3 separate regions of the Mus musculus genome follow, and all the other regions are linked to region 1. Evidence: chromatin contacts called from public promoter capture Hi-C data. All regions are on one chromosome and are shown on one strand. Each heading gives the region's core, a stretch centred on a gene start, on an enhancer-like site or on the middle of the called end of the contact. The rest is flanking DNA. Distances are from core to core; before and after follow the strand shown. Region 1 holds the start of H3c2 (H3 clustered histone 2). Region 2 holds the start of Tdp2 (tyrosyl-DNA phosphodiesterase 2). Region 3 holds the start of Mrs2 (MRS2 magnesium transporter).

Region 1 (2,875 bases), core at 223-2,722:
TGACCTGGACCCCAGTCTCTTCTAATATCAAGACAAGGTCTTACTAAACTACCAAGGCTGTCTTTGAACTCATTCTGTAACAAAGGGGACTTCAAACTTGTGATCCTGCTGCCCCACTTAATCTATGGAAGAGTATCAGGGAGTGCAGATGTGATTTAAAATAAATTATCATTTTGTAAGCCAGGTTTTAATGTCATTGTTGTATTTGCTATTATTATCCCTGGAAAATATATCCACACGAATCACCCACAAGTTAAATCTTGGTAGTTTGTTGTCTATTCACATTCCCGATATAGGCAGTGTTACATGTAAGAAAGTAGTGGGAAAGGGATGGGAGCCAATGTCTGGAGTGAGAGGTTGTGTAGAGAGGCCTCTGTAGTTTAAAGTTCAGAAATATAGTGAAAAAATTTACAAAAACTAAAAATTTCTGACGATTGCTTGAAATATCCCAGCATAATGTAAATTGTATTTAACTTGAAATACTACTTTTCAGCATCTATTAAAACATAGAAAACAAAATTTTTTAAGTTTTGTACTAGATTTCAATGAGTAACAGCAAAAACAGTAAACATTGCACAAGCTTCAGGACAGACAAGTGTTGGAACCAGAAATATGTGAACAAAAGACACCTGGATATGACCTGTAGTGGAAATTACACAAGAGAGCACAAATATATAGCACGAAAACAAAAACAAAAAAAGACAAAACCCAAGAACAGACCAAAAAGGAATCAAGACAGGCAATGCTTATGACATAAAGCCTGACAGTCCATTACTTTTGGCCACTTATTGTAATATGTAAATTACTGTTTAATTTAAAGGCAGTTTCCAGGACATGAGCTCAAATACCAGCAACAACTGAAGTGAGAACTGATGCCTACTGAAGAAAGCAACAGTATACTTTGTAACTAGATAAATCTTTGAAAAACAAAGTTTCCAAGACAGTAGAAAAGTAACAGCTGCTTTTACAGAAACTGTGGGTGGCTCTGAAAAGAGCCTTTGGGTTCCAGTTTGCACTTTGTTTCGTTTAAGCCCTCTCCCCACGAATGCGGCGGGCGAGCTGGATGTCCTTGGGCATGATGGTGACACGCTTGGCGTGGATGGCGCACAGGTTGGTGTCCTCAAACAGACCCACAAGGTAGGCCTCGCTCGCCTCCTGCAGAGCCATGACGGCCGAGCTCTGGAAGCGCAGGTCGGTCTTGAAGTCCTGCGCGATCTCGCGCACCAGGCGCTGGAACGGCAGCTTGCGGATCAGCAGCTCGGTCGACTTCTGGTAGCGCCGGATCTCGCGCAGCGCCACGGTGCCGGGACGGTAGCGGTGAGGCTTCTTCACGCCGCCGGTGGCCGGGGCGCTCTTGCGGGCGGCCTTGGTGGCCAGCTGCTTGCGCGGGGCCTTGCCGCCGGTGGACTTGCGAGCGGTCTGCTTAGTACGAGCCATGACTTTAACAAGGGAAAATAGACTGACACTATAGTGAGCTGCAAGGCGCTGTCCACCTTTTATACAATCAGACTATCCGCTATTGGACCGAAGAACATTCAAAGGGCCCGCGCTTTGTTGGGATTGGTCAGCCTCTGCTTCTAAATCCTGGTTAAAAAGCTTTCAGAACATGCACACTCTCCGCCTCTCTTCCCCTCCATCTTTGCTATCACTTTAATTTTACACTGTAGTGTATATAACTCCTGTGAACAGAAATTTTACATAAGAAAGTTTTACATAATTTTACTTACATACATACATCAAATTGTCTCAAGCTTTGAAAACTCAATTCAGGTAATCAAACAAGTGAACATAGAAATTTAAAGTAGGTTTTGTGAGCTTTGCAAGACCTAGTTTAAATAAATGTAGTTTATCAATTCTAAAATCAAATATTTGCAAACCGATACACACAGGCAGATCATGTTAGTTAAAATACTGCCGAAACTATGGAAGTGGGATTTAATGGCCCTTAGCCCTTACTACCATTATGCTCTAGACAATCGTGACGTGAATGACAAACCTGGGTGCCAAATTTCTACTAAAAATTTATATAGTATGTTCTAAAGGTTTCATCTCTTACACACTTTTGACTCAAACTAAGGAAGGTCGTAAGATTTATCGCAGGGACTAACAGTATTAAAATCAATTTACTAAGATTGAAAGCTACTTCGTAACTTTTTCATATGTAGTATAAAAACTGTAGTGGAAGAACGTTTCACGAGGTGGCAGCTCATTTTATGGAAAGATGTGGGTGGCTCTGAAAAGAGCCTTTGTTTTGGTTAACTTTCAACTGGGCAGTACAGACAATCGCCAGATTACTTCCCCTTGGCCTTGTGGTGGCTCTCGGTCTTCTTGGGCAGCAGCACGGCCTGGATGTTGGGCAGGACGCCGCCCTGCGCGATGGTCACGCGGCCCAGCAGCTTGTTGAGCTCCTCGTCGTTGCGGATGGCCAGCTGCAGGTGGCGCGGGATGATGCGCGTCTTCTTGTTGTCGCGGGCCGCGTTGCCCGCCAGCTCCAGGATCTCGGCCGTCAGGTACTCCAGCACGGCCGCCAGGTACACCGGGGCGCCGGCGCCCACGCGCTCCGAGTAGTTGCCCTTGCGGAGCAGCCGATGCACGCGGCCTACGGGGAACTGCAGGCCGGCCCGGGAGGAGCGGGTCTTGGCCTTAGCGCGGGCCTTGCCACCCTGCTTTCCGCGTCCAGACATGTATGCGTTTAAGTATCAGTAAAGGCAAAGCAGAGAAAGGAAAAGAATATATAGTAAATTCTGCAACTGAACAGCAAGCATTTATACTAACTGGAGGTATTCTGTTTGTGTTTCTCCCATTGGTTAATATATCGTACCCAATAGAAAGCCAGAATTTGAGCTCCTCATTTGCATAAAGGCCTGCATTTTAT
Region 2 (2,938 bases), core at 41-2,540, 1.1 Mb before region 1:
ACTTACAGGTTACCATTCTTCAGGAGAAAATCTCTACCTCTGTTTTTTTTCTAATCTTCAGTTTACATATCACCAATATTTCAGGTCAGTAAGTGTATTTCAGTAGCCAGGGTTTCACAAACCTTTAATCCCAGTACTGGGCCAATGGAAGGCAAGCCTTGACCACAAAGGAGTTCCAAGTCAGCCTGGACATATATGGCTCAAATAAAAAGTTCGGGTAGGGAGTGCTGGAATCAGATGCAATGCTAGCAAAAGGGAGGCTGGAAGAGAGCTGGAGGTCAGGATTATTGCAAGCCTCTGTCTCGAAAAAGAACAAATAACGGTAACATTAAACAAAAATTCCATCCCAGTGTGGTGGTGGGCACTCTAAATCCAGCCCATTCGATTCTGAGGCAGGTAGATCTGTGTTTGAGGCCAACCTAGTCTACACACCAAGCTCAGGCCAGCCAGGGATAAAGGGTGAGGTTCTGCCTCAAAATACATAAAATAATCTTCAGGTTTAAGAAATAAGATAAAATAAAATAAAATAAATCACGTTGGAAGCCAGTTCTAGTATGTGCCTTCAACGTGCCAGCACTGAGAGGGCAGAAGCAAGCTGATCTGAGTTCGAGGCCAGCTTGGTTCAAATAACGACGAGTTCCAGGCCAGCCAAGCGCTACACAGTGAGACTCGTCCCAAAACAACAAAGACAAGTCCCGCTGGGAAGTGACCCTGCATCCTCGGAAGCATTCCCTGAGATTTCCAGCTCTGGGGCGCCGGCCGCCCTTTTCCAGGTCCCGGTCCTCGGACGCCCAAGCCCAGCAGGCGGTCCCTCCCCGCCCTCGGCGAGCAGCCCGCGACCCCCGTCGCTTACTAGGCCTCGGACTTGAAGGACGTGGGAGGCTGGCGCGGCCACCCTTGGTCGTTCTCTGGCAGCTCGAAGTAGGCGCTCAGGGCTTTCTGAAAAGCAAAGGCACAAGGCTGCAGGGCGCGCCCCGCCTCCCGGGGGAGAGCGGCGGAAGCGAGAGACGCGAACTGACCTGCGTCTGCCAGTCGTTCTCCCGCAGGACGCTGGGGACCATCGTGGGGTCGCATCCCCCCACCAACGCAAAGCCCAGGCACTGAAGCCGCCGCCTCTTCACCCGGTCCTCCTCCGCCTGTGCTGCTTCGGGCGCCGACGCCGCCCGCCCTGCCGGCCCTGCGGGCTCCGCCGCATCGGAACTGCTGCCAGACGCCATCGCCGCAGGGTCCCCTCAAAACACCCGCTCTTCACGCTGCTTCCCGCGCGACTGATCGCGAACGCCGGAACCTGCGCAGGCGCGCAGCGTGCAAGCGCGTCCGCGTCAACCTTCCGGCAAGAAGACCGCCCTCTCTGGTCCCCGTCCGCGGCCAGCGAGGCGCAGATGGGGAGGGGGAGGGGGAGGGGAGGGGAAGGAGGGGCCGAGGAGGCCTGAAGGTTGCGCGTGCGCGCTGGGGCGCTAAAGAGTGAAGGTAACCCGTGATCATCTAGGACCAGGGCGACCGGGGCGCGCGATCCTTTCTCCCGAGCACGACGCGACAGCGGCCGGGCTTGCAGACTTGACCTTCCACACCCTTGTCCTCTCACAAACGTCTCTTCCAGAGTTCATTCTCGCAGAGCCCAGACTCTTGCTTTGCGTCCACGATGAGCAGCATGACCCAGAACCTACGAGAAGTAATGAAGGTTATGTTCAAAGTTCCCGGTTTTGATAGAGTTTTGGAAAAGGTATATTTATTGTAGGCGAAGTATCTGGTGAAGGGGACGAACCTAGTAAAACACCTTAGTGGCCTCGCAAACGCAGGGGAAGTGCGTGGCGTGGATTCTCATCGAAACGTAAATAAGCATGTTTGGTTTTTTGTTTTTTGTTTTTTTTTTAACCAGCAAACTGTTGGAGTGTGTGGAGAAAAAATGTCAGCGTACCATTTAAGGGACGCTGGAGCCTGCAGGGCTAGTATATAGGAATTGTTTCTTAAGAGTCAAGGAGGTTTGAGGTACGGAAGTGAATGCGAGAACCACCTGTACGTGTGTTGTATTTCTTGCTTTTGAGACTAGGTCTTTGTAACTAGGTCTATGTAACTATGTAACGTTTGTTGGCTGAGAACCCTTGTAGTCCAGGCTGGCCTGGGAGTCTACAGAGTTAACCAGGACCAGTGCCTGCACCCTGCCATTCCACATGAACTAACGTAGACTACTGTTTTCCAGACTTTATAGACATTGTGTTCTATAGGAAGCAATCCTTAATAAATATCCGTAGCAGAAGTCCAGTGCGTGGTATTGTCAGAGTAGAAAGACACTTAACCTTAGAACTTGCTGCAGACTTTTTAATAAATGTTTTAATGCACGCATGTCTATTTTTCTGATTAAGAAAAAATACTTGGAAATTTAAAAAGAATTTGGGCATGAAATATAAATTTTGGTCAACAACAGGCATTTGAAATCTTTTTCCTGAACACGCCCCCTCTTAGAATTTTTTAACTATGTTCATAAAGTGTCAAAAAAATAGGAAATAACCCTTAGGTAAATATATTTAATGTTTTCCAATAGGAAATATTTCAAAACTAAGGACAGCATTTGACAGTGACTTTTAGAAAGATAATATTACCTAAAAAGAATTTTAATGATTTAAGAGGAAATTTTAATTCTTTAAAAACAACCAAAAACAACTTTATGAGGACTGGGATGTAGTTAATCCAAGCTTGCAGGTGGGAGCCCGTCATTGACAGGGTTGCAGGTGGGCACCTGTCGTTGACAGGGTTCCATAGCCACTTCTCCGTAAGCTTTCCTCACCCTCCTGGGTATTAGAATATTTTGTAACGTATTTATTTGGTTTTATTTATTTATTTATTTTCTATTATTTATTTAAGTTCTATCCAGAACTTGACATGTAGACCAGGTCATCCTGGATCTCACAGAGATTGATCAGCCTCTGCTACTTGAGTA
Region 3 (2,944 bases), core at 351-2,850, 1.3 Mb before region 1:
TGCTCAGCTTCCATTTCCCATGGGCTTAGGTTATAGCACATACCACTACACCCAGCTTGACGTTGGTTTGATTTTTTTTTTCAGATAGAATACTATAGTCATGGGTGGGTTTTTTTGTTTTTGTTTTTGTTTGTTTGTTTGTTGGTTTGTTTGTTGGTTGGTTGGTTTGGTTGGTTTTTCGTTTTGTCTTGTTGCAGTTAACCTGATGTGCTGTTTGTCCATTTTCTCCCTTAATTTGCAGTGGCTTTACCTTTTCTTTTAACAACTTCATGGTGGAGAAAAGTCCTAGATTTGGTGCTAATTCTAGGGCTGGATACAATGACCTAATATGTGCTTTACTGCTCAGACAGTTTTGAGTCCTGAGTAACAACGTGCCACATTGGCCTGACATGTCCAAGGTGTTCTGTTCAATGTCCTAACCCTGCTTTTAAAAACCTAAATAAAGCCGGGCATGGTTGGCGCACGCCTTTAATCCCAGCACTCGAGAGGCAGGGGCAGGCGGATTTCTGAGTTCAAGGCCAGCCTGGTCTACAGAGTGAGTTCCAGGACAGCCAGGGCTACACAGAGAAACCGTGTCTCGAAAAACAAAACAAAATAAAACAAAAAACCAATAAACATAAATTGGACTATTAACAAGACCATGTGTCTGAACAGCTGCCAGCACTTGCCCAATGTTTTTCAAAGGTCATGTCATGGTGCGGGGTAGGGGGCGGCGGCAATGAAGTGTTTTTTAAATAATTATTTTTCTTGAATGACTATTTCCTGGCACATGTTTTTCAAAGATTTAGCACATCAAAGTTCTAATGAAGTGAAACCTCTATCATGTCCTTTCTGTACATTCAAGGCTCGTCCTACTAGCAATGCTTAAAGTACTTCTAGCTCTCGGTGTCCAAGCCAAACATCCATGGTCTCTTCTGGAACTTTCCTTTTGTCCACAGCTTCCCACTGTTCTACTCAATCCTTAGTGCCCGGCAAGATAAATAGTCCAACATCCCCATAGCTCCATGTTCATATATCAGTGAAGAAAGTTCTGAAACTCAAGTCTGTCTTTAGTATTGTGATGTAAACAACAAGTCTATTGACAAATATTTATTTTCTCTGGGGGCGGGCTGAGGGGTGTGATTAACTAGACTGATATCAAGTAGTGCAGACTGGCCTTACACTCTAGTTAAGAATGACCTTGAACTCTGGAGGGATTGCAGCTATGCGCCAGCACACTGCTCGCTTGGGCTTTTCCTTGTTCTACAGCAAAAGCTTAACGCACTGTCCCTTCAAAGTGAGTTTTAAACACAGTAGCCTTAAATAAAACTTATTTGATTTACTAATAGTGGTAACTTCCTCATCTCCCAACTGTATATTTGTGCATACATAGATACATAGGGGACCTTTCCAGAAAGTAGAATCAATCCGCAGCTCCTCGAAACAATGGACACTTTCGGAGCTGAGCTGCTTTGGTCAGTCTACCTTCACACTTGCACGTCCTGGCTCTGTTACGGACGCAGACCGGGTCGGCAGTCACCAGACACCACGCCGGAGCATGCGTGGACGGCAGCGCGCAGGCGCGGGACGGCTCGCGCAGGCGCGGTGCGCGGTTGTCGCGGTGAGCCGGTTGACCCGAGTTCCGGCATGTCGGACCGGCGTCCTGGGGCGGCTTCCCGGTTGCCCGCGCGCCATGGAATGCCTGCGCTGCCTGCCCGGGCTGCTGCCCCGCGCCGCGCAGCCCCGGAGGGCCCTGTGGACGGCGGTCGCGCGCCTGAGCCTCGCTGCCTGCGGCGGCCGCGCGACCCCTTTGCGCTCCCGGAGCCCGAAAGCGTCGAGCACAGCCCGCGCTGCAGGTACGCGCGTCCCGCGGGGCCCCGGCGGCCTCTGTCCCGCCTGCCCTTGGCCCCGCCATCCTCACCGCCGCTCGGCCTTGCCGGGCTCACCCGGCCCTCAGTGCTCCGGCCAGCACTGCGAGGACTTGATTGCGGTTTCTTGCTTATTGGGACAGGGTCTCCTTGTGTTGCCCAGGCTGGCCGCCAATTGACAGCAGTCCGGTCTCATCCTTCTGAATGAAGCCGTTAGAAGCGTTAACCGCCTCATTGGCTACTTTCGTTTGTTTTGTTATTGTTTTAAAATTAGCATTTAAACGGCCTTCTCTGAGTTTGTATGTGGAGGTCAGATGACAGCTTGCTCGAATCAGTTGTCTTAACGCAGGGCTTGGCGGCATGCATTTTGCTGGCCATCTGCTCAGCCCAAAGTAAAGGGTTTATGACAGCACTTTTATACATACTTTTTCCTGAAACCCCCTCATCCTACTGGCCCTTTTACTTCCTTATGCTCCCTTCTATTTTCGTGTCCCAGAATTCTGTTAGGTGGGAGTTTTGTTTGTTTCGAGTCGTGGTCTCACAGTAATCCAAGCTGGCTTGAAACTCTGCTGTGGAGCCCAGACCAAAGTCGATGTTGGGCAGCAGGAAGCTACAATTAGCAAGGTTGGGGTGTTATTAATTCTGTTTATTATGTTACTTTCTTCTGGGCACATTGATACAGTTACATAGTTGCCTTGGAATAAAGTAGGGAATTCCTAGAACTGAGTTTGAATGTGAAGCCAGTGATGAGCATTAATTAACCCTTGGCGAAGTCTACTCTGCAAGTAGCCAGCCAAGGGAGCAAAAAACGCTGGGGGAAGACAGAGGAGTCTTTCTTTGCTGATGCTTTGGTGAAACCTGAGGACAGCGTTTTCCACAAATGTGACTGCACAGAAACAGTCCTGACAAGAGTGGTTTGGGCTACTACTCTTTTTTGAATTGTACTTAAATTTTTCCCATAATGAGCTGCTGTCAGTCAACACCCCCTTCCCCACACCCAGGTCTTTTGCCACAAGCTTTTTTCCTCCCTTGATAATACTTGGGAACCAAGTGGTCTGTAAGACCCAGGAACTTAACTTGTGACTCTTGTCCCTAGA

Evidence for each region. Promoter capture Hi-C pulls out the DNA fragments that hold promoters and counts their contacts.
Region 2: a promoter capture Hi-C map of pre-B cells shows a contact between it and region 1, with 5 times the contacts expected there. The contact joins the promoter of Tdp2 here to the promoter of H3c2 in region 1. A contact is called at or near these places in 16 of 39 promoter capture datasets (the 3T3-L1 cell line, 3T3-L1-derived adipocytes, the HPC-7 cell line and 11 more), 2 of 484 Hi-C or Micro-C datasets (pre-B cells and uterus), 5 of 115 datasets of contacts at active chromatin or transcription factors (the SCID.adh cell line, embryonic stem cells, pro-B cells and 1 more) and 2 of 9 other capture datasets (adipose tissue and liver).
Region 3: a contact with region 1 is called in a promoter capture Hi-C map of pre-B cells, with 2.9 times the contacts expected there. The contact joins the promoter of Mrs2 here to the promoter of H3c2 in region 1. A contact is called at or near these places in 4 of 39 promoter capture datasets (3T3-L1-derived adipocytes, liver and pre-B cells).

The regions. Positions count from the first base shown.
Region 1 is chr13:23,750,942-23,753,816 of GRCm38.p6, reverse strand. It overlaps H3c2 (H3 clustered histone 2), which reads right to left and starts at 1,472. Exons shown (of 1, transcript NM_178203.3): 1 at 977-1,472. The coding sequence starts at 1,437. The coding sequence ends at 1,027. It overlaps H2ac4 (H2A clustered histone 4), which reads right to left and starts at 2,729. Exons shown (of 1, transcript NM_175660.3): 1 at 2,225-2,729. The coding sequence starts at 2,684. The coding sequence ends at 2,292.
Region 2 is chr13:24,830,011-24,832,948 of GRCm38.p6, reverse strand. Tdp2 (tyrosyl-DNA phosphodiesterase 2) reads right to left here and starts at 1,290. Exons shown (of 7, transcript NM_019551.2): 1 at 1,020-1,290; 2 at 854-939. The coding sequence starts at 1,217. It overlaps Acot13 (acyl-CoA thioesterase 13), which reads left to right and starts at 1,460. Exons shown (of 3, transcript NM_025790.2): 1 at 1,460-1,723. The coding sequence starts at 1,643.
Region 3 is chr13:25,018,973-25,021,916 of GRCm38.p6, reverse strand. Mrs2 (MRS2 magnesium transporter) reads left to right here and starts at 1,600. Exons shown (of 11, transcript NM_001013389.2): 1 at 1,600-1,835. The coding sequence starts at 1,673.